Linked DNA regions of Zea mays: region 1 is linked to region 2. A link is a contact called in public Hi-C data. All regions are on one chromosome and are shown on one strand. The core of a region is the stretch at or near the end of the contact, and the rest is flanking DNA. Distances in the headings are between cores, read along the strand shown. Region 1 holds the start of LOC100381936. Region 2 holds the start of LOC100282943 (Chaperone protein dnaJ 15).

Region 1 (4,352 bases), core at 1,253-3,752, 450 kb after region 2:
ATTGGGTGCACCTCCGGTGCACCCAATGAAGTTCAGGGTCCTACAATACGAAATGTTGATCTCCAAGGCACGAGTGTGAGACAGAGCACCAATTTTCGAGTGATCAAAGCAGAAGGAGACAGTAAGAAATCGTTTTTACCAAACTGCCCAGAAAGCATTTCTTGTCATAAACGAAGACTGCAAGCTGGACCTAGGATCTTTGGGCCGATTATCTCAAAATCAACCTAAAGATCGGGGGCTTGTGGGGGACAGATATCCCCTGGGTCCACTAGAAGGATAAAAGACCTCACGAAAGGCCCAAGGGCCCAATAAATCGTAAGGTCATCCCTTCATGGGCCTGGGGAAGAACGACCAGTGAAGCAGATCGACATAAGGCCGGATCGGTGCGAGCCCGGATGGCCCAACAACGTTGAGCAAGCAACCGCAACAGAGACCCGACTTTCCCGCGCTGGAGCCTCGTACAACGGAACCAGGCGAGGATAAGTCGACAGAACTATAGGAAGATAGACTCAATCAGTTCACTATCTCTTAGGTGCGCATTGTTATCACATCCGCATGTATTGCCTCACGGTCGAATATATAAGGCCTAGGGGGCACCCCTTCAAAAAGATCGATCTCATTACTCAGCCATCCACCCCAACTCTCTACTCTCTAGTGTTAGAGAGCTCCCTTGTAATCCACCACGTAAAGCATTCTCACCAGGACGTAGGGTGTTACGCATCTCCAAGCGGCCCGAACCTGTAAACACTGTCCATTGTTCCTCGTGCATCCGGCACGAACCATTTAGCTACAGTCGGCGACACCGTCCTACTCCTAAAAACACCTTGAGAGGCAACCCCGGGTGTGCGGTCGGACCCAAAACACCGACAGATACTCCAATATTGACACTAATACATATATATTGAGGTGAATTGGAGTGTAACTTAAATTAGTTTACGTTACAATCTACCTCAATATATATGGATTGATACCAATATTAAAGTAACAGACAAAATGGGAACAGAAGGGATGCCGCGACCGCCTCCAGCGTGCCTAGGCCGGCTCCGTGCTGGCCTTGGGCAGCGACCATGAGGGCGGGTGCGGTACTATGGTCAGATACTTTCACCGAAGGAGCGTGAAGGCACAGAGAGTTCTGTTGACCACTAAATTGAGCAGCGGACGGTCCGGCCCTGAGGTCGGACGGTCCGCGCGTGCGCAGAGCAGATTAGGGTTCCAAGTTTTGTGCTACGGTTGTTAGCTAGATTCGCGGAATTAGCTCGGAAATTAGTTTGTAAAGGGTCTAGCCCCCCTCCTCTATAAATAGAGAGGTATACGACCGATTTGTAATCATCAATCGAATCAATAACACTTCAATCTCGCATTTATTTCTTGTACAATTAGAAGTAGTTCTAGTTTAGCCTCTCAATCCCTAAATTTTCCGCTTCTCTTCGACTTTACGTCGATTAGAGGAGTCTAGGTCGGTCTGCCCGAGCCTAGACATCACCTAGGATCTCTCCTCCCCGACGGGGTCCCTCTCAGGAGCGAGATCTAAGCACCGCCGGCGACCTTCGCCGCCCCCTGCGCACGCGCGGACCGTCCAGTCCTAGGGCGCGGACCATCCGGCCGTCAGGCAGGAAACCCTAGCCCTGCACTAGGTCGCGGACCGTCCGACCCCTGGCCACTGATCGTCCGCGTCTGTGCAGAGAGCACCGCCGCCGGTTTGTGTTGAGTGTTTGGCGCCAAAAAAGGCGTCAACATGTTCATCGCTGGACACTCGCAAACGTTAGAATGGAGATCATATTCTTCTATACGGTGGGAGTTTTTTTTTTAAAAAAAAAGCACGAGCCAAAGCTAGGGAAGCTAGTTTTTTCTGCTTCACCTATGTAGTACAAAAGGAAGAAATGCTTTCTATCAAAAGCTATTTAAGAAATTGGTGTTTGCTACAGCTTACGATAGGTAGAGATGACAATGACACTCTGAGTCCCGATTTTCATATGGAATTCTTTGATTAGAGGATAGAAATAGAGAAGTTCTTACCCACACGAGATGCAAACAAGAAAAAATTATCACCCGATGCGTAAACTAGAATGTCGAAGCATTCTCCATTCCTGTTCCCCGTGGGGATTCTTTAAACTTACATGCGATGATGTTTTTTAATAGTTAATAATAAAAAATAAATAATTATATTATAAAGAAATCACTCGATGTACAAATGTGTTTATTTTAATTTATATATAATGATTTTTTACATATAACAAATGTGTATATGTGACAATATTTTACATCATAACAAAGTAAGTACATTCTATTTATAATTTAATCGGATACAGGGATCTCCGCGAATTTATATCTGCCGAGAATAAGAATAAGAAATAAATATCCTCCACAATCGTTCATGAGATCTCCGTAGCGGAATTTTTTCGTCGTAGAGACCGAGAGCTAAAATCCGACGATATATTCTTCGTTGTTATTCCTAACAATAAGAAGCCTAATAGAAGCAGGTAGGGAGAAGCACTGCCAAATGGGCCAAGCGTACGGTTGGATCATTGATTTATCGGACAGAAGCGAGCATCACAGCAGTAGTTGCCCTCGTTCCGTTACCGTCGTAATTCCTCCGCACCCGACCCGTTTCGTGTTCAGCAGACACCCCACTGCTCCCCGTCGCCTCCGCATCTCGGGGACCTTGCACCTCGCTAGCGCATCCGGCGACTTCCCAGAAGCTGTAGCGGCCGCGCCGGGCACTAGTACCGGCGCGGAGCCCATCACTTTCCGCCTACCTCGCCGCCGCCGCTTCGGCCGGCGGCCATGGCGAACTACCTCGCGCAGTTCCAGACCATCAAGTCCTCCTGCGACCGCATCGTCATCGCCGGTACGAACCTGTCGCCTCCCCTCTTAATTGCAAAAACATAATTCTATCCCCAAGGATCTGAACTGCGCTGCGGGGGCGCGATCTGGGTAGCTTGGTCCACCTGATCTTGTTGCCGTGTGATCTGGAAGGTTCCGAACGAGCCTAGATTCGTGCAGGAATGGCGTTACCGTGCTTTGTCTGGTTGTGTAGCTGAGTGCCTGCTCGTTGCATAGTGCCTATAGTGATAGTTTCAGAATGCTCAAGTTTTTTTTTCCTTTGCCCTCTTTAGTTTCAGATTGCTTAAGCTAATGAATACGTGAGAGATCTCGAATTACCATTTTGGTAGCTCAATCTTGTTCCTGCATGACGAGTTACAATGTCACTCTGAACGAACTCATGTAAATATGTTGTTCCATCACCTCCTTTGTTTCGGGGACATAACTCTGACAGTACGGACGAGTGTGCATCCACCGGCCTTACTGTGCTACAACCTGTGTGCACGGGTATCTAGCATGGATGGACTAATAACCCTCTAGGGGTTAATTCGGATCACAATTGAAGTAGACCTATTACCTATATAATTCATACTTCTTTGCTGTCCAAGCTGTTGAAGTGGTTTCAAGTTTGTATATTTCTACAAATTCCTTCTCGTATGTTGATTTGACTTTTGTAACAGTTGAAGATGTTAGTGACTTGTGGCTAAATGTCAAGGAAAGTTTTGAACAACGAGTGCCAGTGAAGAAGGCCTGTCTCAACAACAAGGCAAGGAACCCTGTTTTTGTTGAAAATCTTCCAGCTGAGTTTATACAAACTACTGATTCAAGACTGCGGAGTAGATTCCCACAAGAACAGTACTTATTCTGGTTCCGGGAGCCATATGCGACTGTTGTTCTTGTTACTTGTGAGGTACTCCCCACCCACATCCCCCTCTTGATCCTACTGTATGCTAATCATTTTGATTCATTTGTACTCGCCAAATGGCCATGTGGATGACTTTGCCATTCATTTATTTGTTTATATACAAAAATGTGCAGGACCTTGATGAATTCAAGACCATTCTTAAGCCTCGCCTCAAATTAATTGTGCAAAATGATGAACGAGAATGGTTCATTGTGTTTGTGTCGAAGGCCCATCCTAGCAATGATCAAGCAACTAAGATGGCAAAGAAAGTATATGCTAGGCTGGAGGCTGATTTCAACACCAAAAAGAGAGAAAGGTACTTGTTACAACTTCTTCACGGTAGTATTGGTTTGGAAAAAAATGCATGTGTTAAAGTTTTCCAATTGTTCCAACCCAGCTTTTCATTTGCTGTTATTTTGCAGTTATGTTTCCTTTCATTAGCTTATTTCTACTTGGGTAAAGAGTTACTACAAGTGAGTTATAACAGTGTAAAAATTGTTCATTTTCTGATATAGATGCTGCAAGTTTGATCTCCATGGACCTGACACGGAATTCTGGGATGATTTTGACTCTAAAATGGTGGACTGCATCAGAAACACTTTGGATAGGCGGGTTCAGTTTTATG
Region 2 (4,679 bases), core at 1,493-3,992:
GGGTTAAAACAGACAAAACAGGGGGTATAGCATCCAGCAACTTTGATCAGACAGATATAAAAATGTGAGAATACAAAAGCTTTATACGGAAAACAAATAGACAGATAATAAAATAAGTGCAGCATTGTATGGTACTATGGTAGATTCAACAAAGATAGAACAGCACCTCAAAACCAGCAGTATCATACTGCCTTCTTTTCTCAGGATCTGACAAGATGCTATAAGAATATGCAACTTCTTTGAAGAGTTCCGATGCTTCTGGGTTGCTAGCATTCTTGTCAGGGTGGTACCTGTCAACAAAGATAAGAATTGTGATGTACAGAAAAGGGTAGGGTTCCAACAATGTTACATGGTGAAGGCATATCAAGGACTATGCAAGTAGCAGAAATAATTCCCCAATAAGCTGGATGCAATGGAGTGACAGTATCTGATGTTTTAAGACCATGGAATTACCTCATTACTGAATGAATAATCATATCACCACAAAAGGACAGTAACAAAAAATCTTGCCAGCAATTGCAAAACATATATGAGAGGGCAATGTTCTACAAACAGGTCTGCTCACACATGTACTTCATAACAGATTATGGGCCTGTTTGGATGGGCTTATATTAGCCGCTAGAATAAGCTAGATATTTGTGTTCACAGGACACCAAGCATTCAAAAGGTTTAAGTAGTTAGATATTTGTGTTCACTCCATCCCATTGGTGTTTCACCACAAGAACAAAGTGGTTAGATACTTGTGTTCCATCCAGTTAGTGGTTAGATACTCTCCTCTCATGTGAAGGGGCGCAAAGTGCACACAGTGGTGTGGGAGCGACTGTGACGCAGAAGAAATGTGCTTGATGATTTAGTCAATTTGGTTGACTGGCTTTGATTCTAAATTGATTTCTACTATGTTGATCTGAACATATTAGTCCATTTACTGCTGCAACAACAGCATCAACAAAAGCCTTTTAGTCCTAACTCCCAAGCAAGTTGGGTAGGGTAGAGTTGAAACTTGAAACCCAACAGAAGCCGCACGTGGCCATTTACTGCTGCTACCTATAATTTTTTCTTGATGCTTTGTAGTTTATGGAATGATTGCTACTGTATGGAATGTAAATGAATATACATATATAGATCCAAAATTTAACAAAAAAACATCAGTTACAACAGCCATTACCATACACTCTCAGCATGGTCTGAACAGCAAGTAAATAGCTATTACTAAGGTTTATTAGGAGCTTGGATAGACGAGATAGTCACATTGATTCCTGTTGCACTGTGTGGGGCAGCAACACTTCTTGCAATTCTTCTCATATTGTATATTCTAGAATGACTAGCAACTAAACTAGTACATGCTTTTTTTTGAGGAATAATATTATTCCGTTAATTATTGCTCAGGCAAACACGGTTGGATCGAAAGCAATGGCAGTTTTCAACTTGAATAAACAAAAAATTAAACAAATATCTTTTGCCAATATAGGAACTGATATCCATCTGGAGCCTGAAAAATGTTCTCTGCATTCGCTTGAAAAAATTATCACTGATAGGTTTTTTGCTGCTTTCTCATCAAGAAGCAGATGTGGGAACTAAATTCGTCATTGAGTGCACCTCGCATGAGTATTCGTCAGTTCAACTTTGCTGAGAGCTGGACAATGTGTTATTAATAATAAGACACTGATCATGAGTATTCGCCATTTCATCATTGCTAAGATCTGGGCAAAGTATTAGAAATAATTAAGCACTGAAAAATTGCAGCACATTAGCTAGCATATTGACTCACCTAGTTGGCCGTTACCAAATTCATAAACTACCAAATCAGGAACATTTTATTTGAAATAATCGCTTCACAGAAAACCCGCTTCTCGCTAACGTATAGTTTGGCAGAGCTCCTCCTCGGTTTAGCCTGGCAGCTGCTCTATGAGCTATGCCAAACAGGCCTATGTTAAACTAACGGAGTAGCGTCTGGGTTTTCCTCTCTTACGCTACCCAAATCAAAACACTCTTCCACCACACAAATCAAAGCAGCATAGCAAACGAAAAGGGTCATTGAAACCGTACTTGAGTGCGAGCTTCCGGTAGGCGGACTTGATCTCCTGGTCGGAGGAATCTCTGGGAACGCTGAGCACCTCGTAGGGATCCCGACGCACCACCGGGGCAGACGGCCCCTCCATCTTCCCCGACGACGACATCCCGGGACAAAACCCTAACAGATGTAATAACAAATAAAAGGTTCAAAAAATAATGCATCCGATCCCAACGGCCGGTAGTTGGACCATGTAACGGCGCCCGACGGTTAGACCAGCAGGTCGTCTGCCGGCGGATCTACCTTCTCAAGGCGCCTGGCGGCTCCAATTCTTTACGGAGACCGACGGCTCTAACTCTTTCCGGAGACCGACGGCTCGCAGCAGGGATGCGAAAGGGAGGCCGGGAGCTTGGGCACCGTCGTCGCAAGATCCGGATGAGGCGCGCTCGGCTGGGAGGACCAAGCCCCAGCAGAGGCGGCACCAGTTCGTCTGTGTCACGCCTGGCAAGGAGAGGCGCCTGCGCCTGGGAAAGGGAACGAGTGGCAGGTCTCTATAATTTTCGCCAAGTTGGGTCGGGACTCGGGATGAGAAATTTTTGCTCACCTCGGCGCGGCGCGAGCAGATCTCGCCGCGTAGATGGGCGGGCGAGACGGAGACGGCAACGGCCAACGAGGTTGGAGGAGCTAGCGGCGACCGACAAGGAGTGTTTGGTTTAGAAAGCGTTTGGTTTTAGACACTAATTTCAAATTTCTGTATTAAATACATAAACTAACACTCTATTTTAGTTTATCATACCAAACATATCATGGAAATATCTCCAGCAGCTACTCATACATATATCTATATTCGAACTATACTCTATAAACAATACAATATAAAGCGCAAAACATGGTTTTGGCTGACCATATAAGTACAATGTACAATAGTTCACTTATATGGTCACTTAAACATTGTTTTTGCACTGTGCATTGTATTGTTTGTGGAGTATTGTTTGAAAAAAAATTGTAAATCTACTCGAGCAAATATTAGAAAAATGATTTTTCTCGCTCCAACAGCTTCCTTATACTCTATCGAAAGAATTAGGGCATGTTTGGTTCGTTGTCTAACTTGCCAAATTTTGCATAACTTTTCTGCTTAGGCTAGGGGCTGTTTGGTTTGCTGTCTAACTTGACATAGTTTGCCACGCTTAAGGTTAGGCAAGTTTGACCAAGTTAGGCATGTGTTTGGTTTGAAGCCACAGTTGTGACAAGATTTTTCTCCTGCAGTGTAGGTCTCACTAGTCAATGACTAGTAAAATGTGGCAAGATTTCCTTAGGCAAGACAAATATGAGGCAGAATTTGAGCGTCTAACCTTAAGCACCTTAGACAAGTGTGGCATAAAATTGTGTGGCAATTTTTGGCACCACATGTATAGAACCAAACAGCCTCTAGTTCTTCAACTCAGACAATTAACCTCAAACAAAGTTTGGTATAGTTAGCCACGAACCAAACAGACCCTTAGCATCCCGCATCTATCTCCTCACCTCCCTCATATTTATGTGTAAGCTATTTCTCCACAATCGGCCTCGCTCGTATGCGAGTAGGCTCCCGCGATTTTTTTTCTGTCGCACGCGCACTTGTTGGGTGGGGCTTCGACGCATACACGACATAGCAGCCTCCTCCTCATGCTATCTTCAACCATTCTCCCTCCTAAATTATCATATTCGTACTTTATATTTATATTTAAATACCTCATTTTCAATAATTATTCCTTATATTTCTCTTTCTCTCCAACTATTCCCTCTATTTAGCTCTCCTTTACTTTTTAAATGAGCTATTTGCCTTTTATATATTAGTTTTTGGAGTTTTAAAAAATATTGTCATATTAATAGTACTGTAATACACATTATTATTTTGTAATTATACTAAAAATAGATTGATTTTGTAATTAAAGCGTTGATTAACAAAATGGATGGAGACTAGAACTCCCCCTACACAGGGTGGAATACTTCTCTCTCCCCGTAGAGGGTGCAGGAGGGGGCACCGTTAGACCCCTTCTCCCCTCATTTACACCTCGTAAGGAACAACCCGAGAGAGGGGGCTAGCCGACGTGAGCTGTTGGAGCTAGTCTCAGTGACGTGACGTAAGGAGCTCCTCGGTGATCATAAGTCTTGACGTCGAGAAGAGAGAGGTAACGAAGGCTAGTGGGATTTTATAGTTTTTAGTTTTTAAGGACTGTTGGAGTATATATATGATGCTTTGCTTCTAAAAATGTTTAGTCTGCCACCAATAACCATTTTTAGAGAAAATTTTTAACATATTTTTGGAGTTGTGAGAGCACCTAGAGGGGGTGAATAGGTGATCCTGTAAAAACTTAACACTTAAGGCCACAAAACTTGATTAAGAGTTAGCACAATGAAATCAAGTGGTTATAGGAGATCTCTTGTGAAATACAATAGACACAGTGAGAACAAGCACAAGAGACACGAGGATTTATCCCGTGGTTCGGCCAAGTACAAAACTTGCCTACTCCACGTTGTGGCGTCCCAACGGACGAGGGTTGCACTCAACCCCTCTCAAGTGATCCAATGATCGACTTAAATACCACGGTGTTCTTCTTTCTTTACTCTTTCCCGCTTGTGAGGAATCTCCACAACTTGGAGTCTCTCACCCTTACAATAAGAATCA

Evidence for each region. Hi-C and Micro-C count contacts between places; a contact is called where the count stands out from the background.
Region 1: a contact with region 2 is called in a Hi-C map of ear, with 2.9 times the contacts expected there. The contact joins the promoter of LOC100381936 here to the promoter of LOC100282943 in region 2. A contact is called at or near these places in 9 of 25 Hi-C or Micro-C datasets (bundle sheath, ear, endosperm and 2 more).

Annotation. Positions count from the first base shown.
Region 1 is chr3:131,468,160-131,472,511 of Zm-B73-REFERENCE-NAM-5.0, forward strand. LOC100381936 reads left to right here and starts at 2,503. Exons shown (of 21, transcript NM_001350018.1): 1 at 2,503-2,848; 2 at 3,504-3,733; 3 at 3,862-4,043; 4 at 4,243-4,352. The coding sequence starts at 2,785.
Region 2 is chr3:131,017,430-131,022,108 of Zm-B73-REFERENCE-NAM-5.0, forward strand. LOC100282943 (Chaperone protein dnaJ 15) reads right to left here and starts at 2,743. Exons shown (of 13, transcript NM_001155848.2): 1 at 2,616-2,743; 2 at 2,315-2,535; 3 at 2,047-2,191; 4 at 167-290. The coding sequence starts at 2,177.